2 separate regions of the Anas platyrhynchos genome follow, and region 1 is linked to region 2. Evidence: chromatin contacts called from public Hi-C data. All regions are on one chromosome and are shown on one strand. Each heading gives the region's core, a stretch centred on a gene start, on an enhancer-like site or on the middle of the called end of the contact. The rest is flanking DNA. Distances are from core to core; before and after follow the strand shown.

Region 1 (5,098 bases), core at 2,351-4,850, 150 kb after region 2:
GGCAACCATGATTATACGTACACACTTCGGGATGAGAGGCTGGAAAATGGTGCCACAGAAAGGAATGTGTGTGTTCTGGTCCATCCAAGTTGAATCTGAGCCAGCAGTGTGTTCTGGCAGCCAAAAGGGTCAACCATACCTGGGGGTGCATCTGGCATGGCATTGCTAGCTGGTTGATTGTCCTGCTCTGTGCTGGTGCAGCCTCACCTTGAGCACTGTGTGCAGTTCTGGGCACCACAATATAAGAAGGACATAAAACTATTAGAGAGCACCCACAGGAGGCTACAAAGATGGTGAAGGGTCTAGATAGGGAGATACATGAGGAGTGGCTGAGGTCCTTGGGTTTGTTCAGCCCAGAGCAGAACAGGCCAAGGGGAGGCCTCATGGTGGCCTGCAGCTCCTTCATGAGGGCAGTGGAGGGGCGGATGCTGAGCTCTGCTCTCTGAGGACAGTGACAGGACCCGAGGGAACAGCATGGAGCAGTGACAGGGGAGGTTCAGGCTTGGTGTTAGGAAAAGGTTCTTCACTGAGAAGGTGTTTGGGCACTGGAATAGGCTCCCCAGGGCAGTGGTCACAGCACTGAGCCTGATGGAGTTCTAGACGTGTTTGGACAATAGTCCCAGACATAGGGTCTAATTTTTGGGTGGTCCTGTGTGGAGCAAGGAGTTGGACTCAATGATCCTTGTGTGTCCCTTCTCAGAGGATTCTGTGATTCTGATCAGGCCAGATCAAGGTTTCTGGTTTCTATCCAGATGTGTCTACCCAGTGACCCTCCACACAAGAGCAGTGTCCCAGCACGTGCCATTCTTTTGCAGCTTAACTAAAACAACTTCCAAAAGCAGCCCTTAGCGATTCATGGGCTGGAGTAGAAACGCTATCTCGGTCACACAAGCCACCCACAAACTTTCTAGAGCTTTGCAAAGCTCTGGAAACCTTTTGGCATCTTATTTTTGCGTCTCCCCTCCATTTTTGAGATGGCACAGATGCCTGGGTGGTACAGTCTGAGGAGGTGCAAGGCGGACATGGTGGTAGTTTTTGCAGAGGGTGACTGTAGCTACAGATGCCATGCACAAGGACAGAACATCGCATACAGCCATGCAGCATCCTGCTGCCTGGAGCCAGTCCCAGAGAGAATGGGTGGGTGGCACTGTACAGCCTGCCCCCAGAGTGTGGGGAAAGGGCTCCTTCAGTCAGAGGGCTAAATCACTTCTCTTGCAAAGAGCTGTCTGGCAGATGGACCTTTTCCAGGTCTTCCCTGCCCAGAGAGACCCCAGAATAAACACCTCCAAGACACCAAGCCCCTGCTGAAGTGCCAAGGGAGAGAGGAGCAGGAGCAGGCAGCAGTACTGGGCTGGTGTACTCAGCCCTGCATGCAGGGCAGCCACACAAACCCACACTGTTGACAGAGCCAAAAATAACTCTGACATCTCTTTTTAATGCTATTTAGAAAAGCCTCCCTCTCCAAAATGGTTAGCTTCCCCAAAGACAAGATCAATATTTATAAATGCCGTAACTTCTGTGACCTGGTGATTTATAGGGGAAATGGGCTGTCAGGCAGGGTTGCTGCAGCCCCAGCCATGTCTTTGAGCATTAGTAGTGTCAGTCAGGTTAGCTGTGCCCCAGGGGAGCTAATTGGGACTGGAGTGGCTGGAGGAAGATGGCTGGACTGTGTAGGGAGGTTGATGGGCAGCTCACACGATGGATGAATTTTCCTGACATGAAAACGTAACAAATTCTTAATGAAATTCAGTGCCAGAGCTGACCCAGTCATGCTGAAGATGCCAACTACCACTGGCTAGTGGTAAGCTGGGGGGGTCATTTCCTGTGTCAGTAAGGGCTTGGGCTCCTCTGTGACAGCAGACAGGGAGTATGGGGCACCCCTGCTGAACAGTGACTGTCCCCACTTTCCTGTGTCCAGACAGATCAACTTTCCTCTTTTCAGGAGCATGCCCTGCCCACACAGAGAAGAGGCTCGTCTTTAGCCTCTTGTGTGTGTCAGCACATGGTAGGGACAAGCAGCTGTGGCATGATAATAGAGAGATGATTACCAGCAAGTCCGTAAACCAATTTTCCCTGATAAAAGAAACTGCTGTGCAACACCACTTTCCCAAGTGTCCTGTCAGGCATTTGGACTAGGATACCAAAGGTATAGCATGTGGGCAGCTGGTTGCTCTGCCTGCATCAGCTAGGGGTAGGTCCCACCTTGTTAGATGCCACCAGCAGGATCTCTCCCACTGGTCCTTCATTGATCCCAGGGGCCAGATCCCAGTCCATGAGAAATGACCCTTTTGAAGTGTTTGAGGCACTCCAGTAAAAACCCTCCTCTGTGAAGCCTGGAAATGGGACTCTTCCCAGGCAGGTGCACAGGGCACAGATTTACCCGTGTGGCTAAGCAATAGAGAACACCAAGCCGTTCTTTCTGCAGTTCAACCCTGCCAGCTGGAAAGAAGACCATGAGCCAAACTGTGGCACTACCTCTGCATTTGGCACCAGCAGAAGGTTGTTTGAGTCTCCATGCTCTGCTTGTCCACCAAAGAAAGCAAAATGTGGTTGTGGGAAAGCTGAGCACGCTTTCCTCTTCCAGGCAGCACCAGGCATTGGCATGCAGCAGCCTGTGTGTGATGAGGGCTGAAAAAGGGACTGGCAGGAGTCTCTGCCCTAGCAGGAACATGGTCCATACAACAACTGGGTTGGGACGTGCAGAGGGACATGTGCCACGGAGGTCACTTTGGAGGAAGAGCTGCTAAGTCAGCATGCGAGCACATGGCTGGAGCCCTGCCAGCACCTGCCACCTCTGGAAATAGCCCTTACAGAGAAGCGGGTTACAGGCATGAAGTCCCCTTCCCTTGTGTTATTATGCAGCACGTGATACATGAAATGCGTTGGCTGCAATCAGTCTAGGGAGAGTTGCAGGGAGGGAGGGAGATTAATAGGAAAACAAATCAGCATCTAGAAACAGAACAAATGGACAACTGTAGGGACCCAGACCACTGAGGATGCTGAATCACGGACAAACCCATGTACATGTATGGAAGGTAAAACAGGCTGTGTGCAGGGCTGGCCACCAGGATAAAGACATGAAAATGAAAGAAAACCCCTTTATTATCTAAATGGGGATATGATTTCTGGAAGAATAGACTCCTCAACCCTGGAATGGTGTGTGAAGCACGAGAACAGCTGAGAGAAGTGTTGATGAGTGCTGTCACCAGAAAAAAAAAATAGGAAAAAAAAAAAAAGAGTATAGAGATATAGTTTTTTACTCAAAGCCAAGACATAGGAGAAGAAATAGATACTTGATTCTGTAGCAGAGAAGTCTGCATCAGCATGGGCCTACAGAGGTAATAACAAGGAATGTGTAGGGGTGATGCCGAGAGAGGGAGCTCTAACAAAAAGGAAATGTCACAAGACTAACAGTTATGAGAAATGATTGACAAGTGGTAGCTGCTGGTGTTGAGACACAGTGGCTGATTGCTGTGCAGTAGACAGAAGGGAATAGAATGGGTAGAAAAGTGTGTGGCCTCTGGCCAGCAATGTTGGAGGGAGGGACTGCTCTGTACCCAGTGCCCAGCACAGCCTCTGGCTTGCAGACAAAGCAACGGGGATCCTGCTGAGCCATAGCCTTTGCTAGCAGAGCATCCACAGATAAGAAGGAAATTGTGCTTAGATAGAGAAGAAGCTGCTGACTGTGTCCTTTGGAAGGCACTGAATGCACCAGCTCACCACAGTGCATACACTGAGTGATCCCTGAAGAAGCCCCTATTGAGGGGCTTTGGAGATCACCTCTGAGATCACAAATACAAGTAGGTTGATCTGGGCATACCTTGTGCTGCACATGCAGATAACTCTGTAACTTGTTAGAGCACCAGCAAGGCCAGAAGGAGAGGCTCAAGAGATGCTACAAAGATCCCAACAGAAGGAGGAACTGGAGATGAGACAGTAATTTGTACTGCAATGTTGGTGAGAAGACAAATAATCAGTGTGACAGATAACAGCAACTCCTACCAGCACGTGAGGGGTGAGTTCTGGGCTACATTTAGGGTGGGATTTTGATTAAAGGAGGCCAGGCACTAATACTATACTGTAGGACTAAAGAGCTGACATCATGGACAGATGCCTAGGCATGTTGAGTTGAGAATGAAGTCATGCCTGGAGTGGCACCAGGGCTGAATACTGATGCCCAGCTAAAGATAAGGGCTGTGCCCCATCCTGAAAGAAATCTCTGCAGCCTCCTGAAACTCTGACCTATTTGTGAAAAGATAGGAAAAAAACTGATCACATTTAGTAATAGATCACAGGTGTGTGATCTTCCGCAGAGCCTGGGATTTGGATTTTCTAGAGATGATTCCAGTCAGATATCTGATGGAGAAGCTGAAGATGCTCTTTGCAAAGTCTGATGGCATGTTCTTGGTTATGTTCTTGGCATGTTCTGCTCAGACAGTGGGCCATCACACTCAGCAGAGTGGGTGCAGTCCAGCCTCCTGGATGCAAGACATCTTCCCCTACATACCACACAGAAGGGAGCAGGCATGGCAAATGCCAAGGAGATTATCCCCCTTATAAATCATTGCAATAGATTACAGTGAAGCCCAAAGCCCAGGAAGCTGGTGGACCAGAAACTACAAGCAGGCATTAGGAAATTAGTCTAGGCGCACAAAGTTGTGCTAGTGGTCCACCTCTTAAGTGAAAATTCAGTTTGGTTGGAGAAACACAGAAGTGAAATAATAAAAAATCAATTTTACAGTTCCAACTTCTTAATATGAATGTTGTCTTCCCCAAAAGACCTCATCAGACTGAGTTTTGTGTGTGATTTACCTGGAATAACAGTGCAACTTACAGACTCTGAGCACAACCTCGGGTTGTGCTGGCAAAAGCAAGAGGATAGAGCCAAAAGGGGTGACAGAGACTACTCTGCCACAAAACAGCTGGTCTCGTGGGAAGAGCGGGAAGGACTGACGTGGGAGGAAATGTGGAGTTTGGTACACGGAGAGTGCACTTTGCTCAGTACCTCCCAGTGTCTCCTCCAGGACAGCTTGGAGGGGTTGTGCATGGTGTTCTGCTCCATTAGTAATTACTTTATACCAGCACATGTAAATAATTA
Region 2 (5,001 bases), core at 1,464-3,963:
CAAGTGGCGTTTCCGAAGTGCTCAGGGAATGCGAGTCCCGACAGGTCAAAAGACGCTTTAGAAAAAGCCTCGTCTTGTGAAAGGCACACTGAGCTTAATCACTAATCCAGCAGGTTTCTGGAAAAGCAAACTTCACTGTGCGCTGCCACCCAGTGCACACACGTACGTGCAGAAGTATGCACCTGGCCAGGCGCGCACCCAGCACCGTGCGCCAGCTGGATCCAGCCTCCAGATGCTGGGCGCGGGTGGGCAGCACCCAGGCAGCACTGCGATAAAGCAGAGCACGCTGGAGCCCACACGCATGACACATGCAGCTTTGCAAAGACATACGAGGCATACTCATTCCTTGAATATCTGATAACTCCTGGGATCCTTCTAACTCTGTTTATTGCCTCCGGCAGCCTTTGTTTCTGATGTGAGAAGATAAACAATGGGAATTGTCTTAATCCTAAAGGCAAAGAATAAAAAGCACTGAGCGGGGGATGATCCTTTTATCACAATACATTTGTAACATCAAAAAGTTGAACCTTTCTTTTGAACGCACTGAGCTGTATCTGCTTTTCCTCCCCTGTTGGCAGGAATGAGCCCTCCGTTCTCCCATGGATGAACCCCCCACGCCCACCCCTCGTGCTGTGCTCTCGTCGTGCTGCAAGCATGGCTGGCTGCACACAGTGCTACCGCTTGTCGCAGTGAGCCACCCCTCTGCCTGCCTCATCTTCCCACTTCTCCCCACCAGCCCCAGCCCTGCAGCCGTGTGCCAGGACTCCCCCTCCACACACCCATGTGGAGCTGACCCTGCTGCTGTGGTTTAACACCGAACCCCTCCTTCACCAGGTGCTTCCCCATGCCCATCCTGGGCGAGCAGGGGCTGCTCCTCCCCGGGACCTGCCGTCATCCTGCAGGGCTTCCTCCGGACTTTCTCCCTGCGGGAAAAGCGCTCCCACTCTTTCCGATGTACCTTCACCAGAGGCGTGACAGCTTAAAGACTACCTTGATAGCTGCTGCGATCCACCCACCTCTTTGCTAGAGTCTATCGGAGCACAAGTCGCTCCATCTGGCAAAACAGGGGGGAGGAAGGCTGAGCGCTAACACATCCCAGCCAGCTGCCCGAGGGTGAGCACCTTTTCCCATCAGCAGGACACTGGGAGAATACTGCTGACCTGGTGCCAGCTTTCCCCAGCCGTAGGGAGCATCCTCCAAAACCAATCCACCTCCTGCAGTCTGCAGCAAGCCAAACCTAAAGGCAGGAGAGATGGGAATCACAGAGAGCACTCCACAGGGGACATGCTTCTGGGTCCATGCCTGCCTGGGTGTGATTGTCGGGAGAGTTGCAAGCCTCCAGGGAGCTTTTGTGTTGGCAGCCCCAGCCTCCAGCCCTGGGGACTCCCTGGGGGTCTGTGGTGTGCCTGCCCTTGCTGATGGAGGCCTGGGGAAGCGAGCTGGATGCGGCCCACACGCCCAGCCCGACAGCAGGTCCGCTTGGTGCAAGCACTGGGATCTGAGTTCAGCCTGCGAGCACAGCAGCCGGTGACGCTGGGAACGGGGCAAATAGTGTCTCCCAAAAGACAAGATTTATTAGGAGGAAGCCGTCCCTCAGAGCTTTGAGGGAACGCGCTGTCACACTCCGTCCCCTCTGCCCTGGGGGTCTCCCCAGAAGACAGCCCCTCAGCCTTGGCAAATGTGCAGGAATTTTCCAGAACGATTTCCACCCCTGTTTACCTTAGACATTATTTCAGTGTTTGCTCAGCGGGTAACCAATGTCACCGGGCTCCTCTGCAGCACGCAGCAGCCCCCCACGGCCCCTTGACTGTGCTCGGGGGGCAGCGGGAGCCAAGACACGCGCAGCCTGACCTGCAACGGGTCCCCGGGGCCAGCGCACGAGCGAGCCCAGCTCGGCCGCAGCAGCCGCCCTGGCCCTGCCAAGTCCTTCCCTGGACCGATGGCCCTCACGGGGCGCCTCGCCAAGCCCCAGGCCCTGCTCTGACCCGGGGGCCCGACCTCGGCTCCCCAGCGCAGCCCAAGCGAGTAACTGAAGAACAAAAGGCGAAAGAGGGGTCTTTCGTGCCCCTCAAGCGAGCCGGTGAGCGGCCTCGACGAGGCGCGGGAGCCGAGCAGCCGGGCAGGGTCTGCATCCCTGCAGCCCACCTGCCGGGGCCGCCGGGCCGCCAGCCCCGGCCCCGCCGGCTCGGAGGGGGCGACAGCCCGGAGCCCCCCGCGGGCTGACCCGGGGCCGGGAGCCCGAACTCCGCCGCCGCCCCGCTCCGAAGCTGGGCAGCGACGGGGCGCGACCCCCGCGGGGGGGATGCTGCCGGGCCCCGCGGCACCTGCTCGGCCGCCCCCGGGGGGAAGCAACAAGTGGCGGCGGCGGCTTCCCCTCGCCCGCGGCTACTCACAGCCAGTTGCTGGCGTTGGCCGAGAAGGTTGCGAGGATGATGAGCAGCAAGGAGCGCAGGAAATACTCCGGGCTCATCCTGGAGGGCAGGCAGGCAGGCAGGGAAGGAAGGAGCGGAGCGGAGCGGAGCGCGACGACGGTGGCGACGGCGGTGGCGGTGGCGGCGACGGCGGTGGCGCCCGCCCCCCCCGCCCGGCCCACGGCCCCCAGGCAGCCGCCGCCGCAGGTGGGCGCCGGGCAGGAGCGGCGGCGGCTGGCGGCGGGCGCTGCCCGGTAGATGCGCCCGCGGCGGCCGCCGAGCCCGACTGTCAGCTCGGCCGGCCCATCCCGGGATGGAGCGGCGGGCCGGGGGCGGGCCGGAGGCGGGGGCAGCCCCGGGGGCGGCCCCAGACTGCGGCTCCCGGGGCGGGTCCCGCCGCTGGGGACACCCCCGGGGCGGCACCGGTGGCGTCCCCTCGCCGCGCTGCGCTGCCCGCCAGCGATTCCCACCCCCCCCCCCCCCCGGTGCCGCTCCACCGCCGGCAGCGGGCCGTGGGGCTCGGGATGGAGCACGGTGGTGCCTCGGTTTTCCGTAGCGCTGGGAGTAACCTGGGCATCCCATGAACTGCCTCCACTTGTGTTGGAAGGAGTCTCCCAAGGAGAGGTTTCTGAGGGTTCGCCACAAATAGGCAGCTCTTGACTTCGTCATCTGCAAACTGAAAAGAGGGAGGTCCTGGGGGATTACCCTCAATAGGAATAGCAGCTGGAGCTGGCATCGGGACAGGGCCACACACCCTCTTTGTGTCACCACAGGTCTGTCCCTGCAGTGCCTAGTGCTGGGCTTTGAGCATGTGGAGGAGGATGCTCAAACAAGCATTAAGGATTAAATCCACACCTGAAGTTGTCTAGAAAGGTCAACTGCTGGGAATCCCAGCAGCCTGGTTTGCTGGCCCTGGAGGCCAGGAGATGCAGTGGGAATCCCCATCTCTTTCCCCATCTGCCATGTCTCCATCTATCCCCCACAGACCGCATGGGCACAAATGACTCAATTTAAAGCCAGGAGCAACACGAGATGTCATGAGACGGCTGCTTGGAGTGAAACCCAAGATCCCAAGCAGCAAACAACTGTGCACCAAATCTCCTCCTGTCAATGCTATTAGTTAGGTCCATTACTAAAACCTCTTGCTACCATCTCTAAAATCTTGCCAAGCTGGTTTGGAGCTATTCAAAATTCCCTTTGTCTTTTCAGCCCAATTTTCCTGCTCACAGCATAGCTGGAGCATACTTATTCAAAGCATGGCAACTTGCACTGTGCTGCACACATGCCTAAGTATATTACACCTACTTTAAAATCTGTGCATTAGTTCCCTGTCAAAGTGAGGATTTAATTTCAAAGCGCTTTGACGTATTTTCTAGCTCCTGACAGGCTGCAGCCCACCCTCACCTAGTCATTCATCTAGCTTCGTGTTCTTGCTGATGATCTTGGTTGAAAGCGGGACACTGGCTGGTGGGCAGGTGAATTGGAGGCTGTCGCTGTGAGCCCCGACTAGGTAATTCAGTGCAACTGGAGCTGATTAATCTGGCTCATTGTGCAAGACAAAACCGTGGCTTTCCTCTTGCTTCTAATGCCTCTGAGTGTTGAGTGAAGTCATCAGGAAGGCAAGACCTGGCTGAAAAGCTAATGGGTAAGAGAGGTTAGAGGTGCCTGGCTGGGCTGCCAGAGCCATGTAAGTGCACACAAATAGTGTGCACTCACAAGTGTTTGGACCTCAGGTGCCTTATTGCCCCACAAAAGCCAACACCAAAGAGTCCAACAGAATTCAGATGAGTGAGCATGGCCCTGGACCTCTGCAGGGGTCTCAGGGGCACCATGCATACCTGCGGCCCAAGGAGCATCCCTGGCTGAGGTGCTAATGCTGGCAGTGCTGCTGGCAGGCTCAGAGAATGCTGTGGCTCTTCCCAGAGCAGCCCTGATGTCAGGATGGCACAGCAGGTACCTGGCCTGGGCTGGAAGACTGTGAGATACGATGGTTTGATTTCGCAAGGTCTGGGCTCCCTCGCCTTCATTAGAGCCCCATGTGCTGAGGGGTCATGCAAGATGCTCTTCTGCCCCATGAAGTCCCCTCCCAGCACCTGGCTCTGAGTTAAGGGTTGGTTAGGTGAGCCAGGGAGATGTAGCAGATCGTGTGGTCTTCACCTGGTTCTTTTCTCTGTTAGTAGCAGCAGAGGTTGCAGCCACTTGGCCCTTGCACCCTTGGAGATTTGTGTTCTCTGCTTCTTCCCCAGATCTGCTCTCTCCTCCTTTACTTTCCACCTTCTGCCTGTGACATGTCTGCCTTGGTGCCTTCCCTTGGCCCAGGAGCTGCGGGATGTCCTCCTGCTGCTGCGGCGGGTTCAAGCCACCTGTCCCCAGGGGAGCAGGTAGAGCAGAGGGAACACCCCAGCTTACCCCACAGGAAGGAATTGTCCACACGTGGCAGATGTGGATTTGTGCATGACCATGAGGTTGTTTGCAGCAGTCATGGCATTAGATCATCTCCATGGGATGCGTCGGGGTTTGGGTGTTTGCAGGGGGATGGATGGGAGCCCTGAGGGGGGGCAGATGCAGCACATCTGAAGTTAGTCACCCT

What was found. A called contact is a pair of places that touch in the nucleus more often than the background predicts.
Region 1: a Hi-C map of F5 follicle shows a contact between it and region 2, with 2.3 times the contacts expected there. The contact joins the enhancer-like site here to the promoter of WNT4 in region 2. A contact is called at or near these places in 2 of 8 Hi-C or Micro-C datasets (F5 follicle and subcutaneous adipose tissue).

Annotation. Positions count from the first base shown.
Region 1 is chr22:8,346,756-8,351,853 of IASCAAS_PekinDuck_T2T, forward strand. No RefSeq gene overlaps it. Among named protein-coding and RNA genes, the nearest start is that of WNT4, 150 kb to the left of the region's middle. Within about 2 kb of position 3,601, at least 1 of the 8 cell types and tissues checked has an H3K27ac peak or open chromatin away from gene starts, as enhancers often do. A contact at or near this core is called in F5 follicle, where this site is marked.
Region 2 is chr22:8,199,057-8,204,057 of IASCAAS_PekinDuck_T2T, forward strand. It overlaps WNT4 (Wnt family member 4), which reads right to left and starts at 2,714. Exons shown (of 5, transcript XM_027443167.3): 1 at 2,394-2,714. The coding sequence starts at 2,470.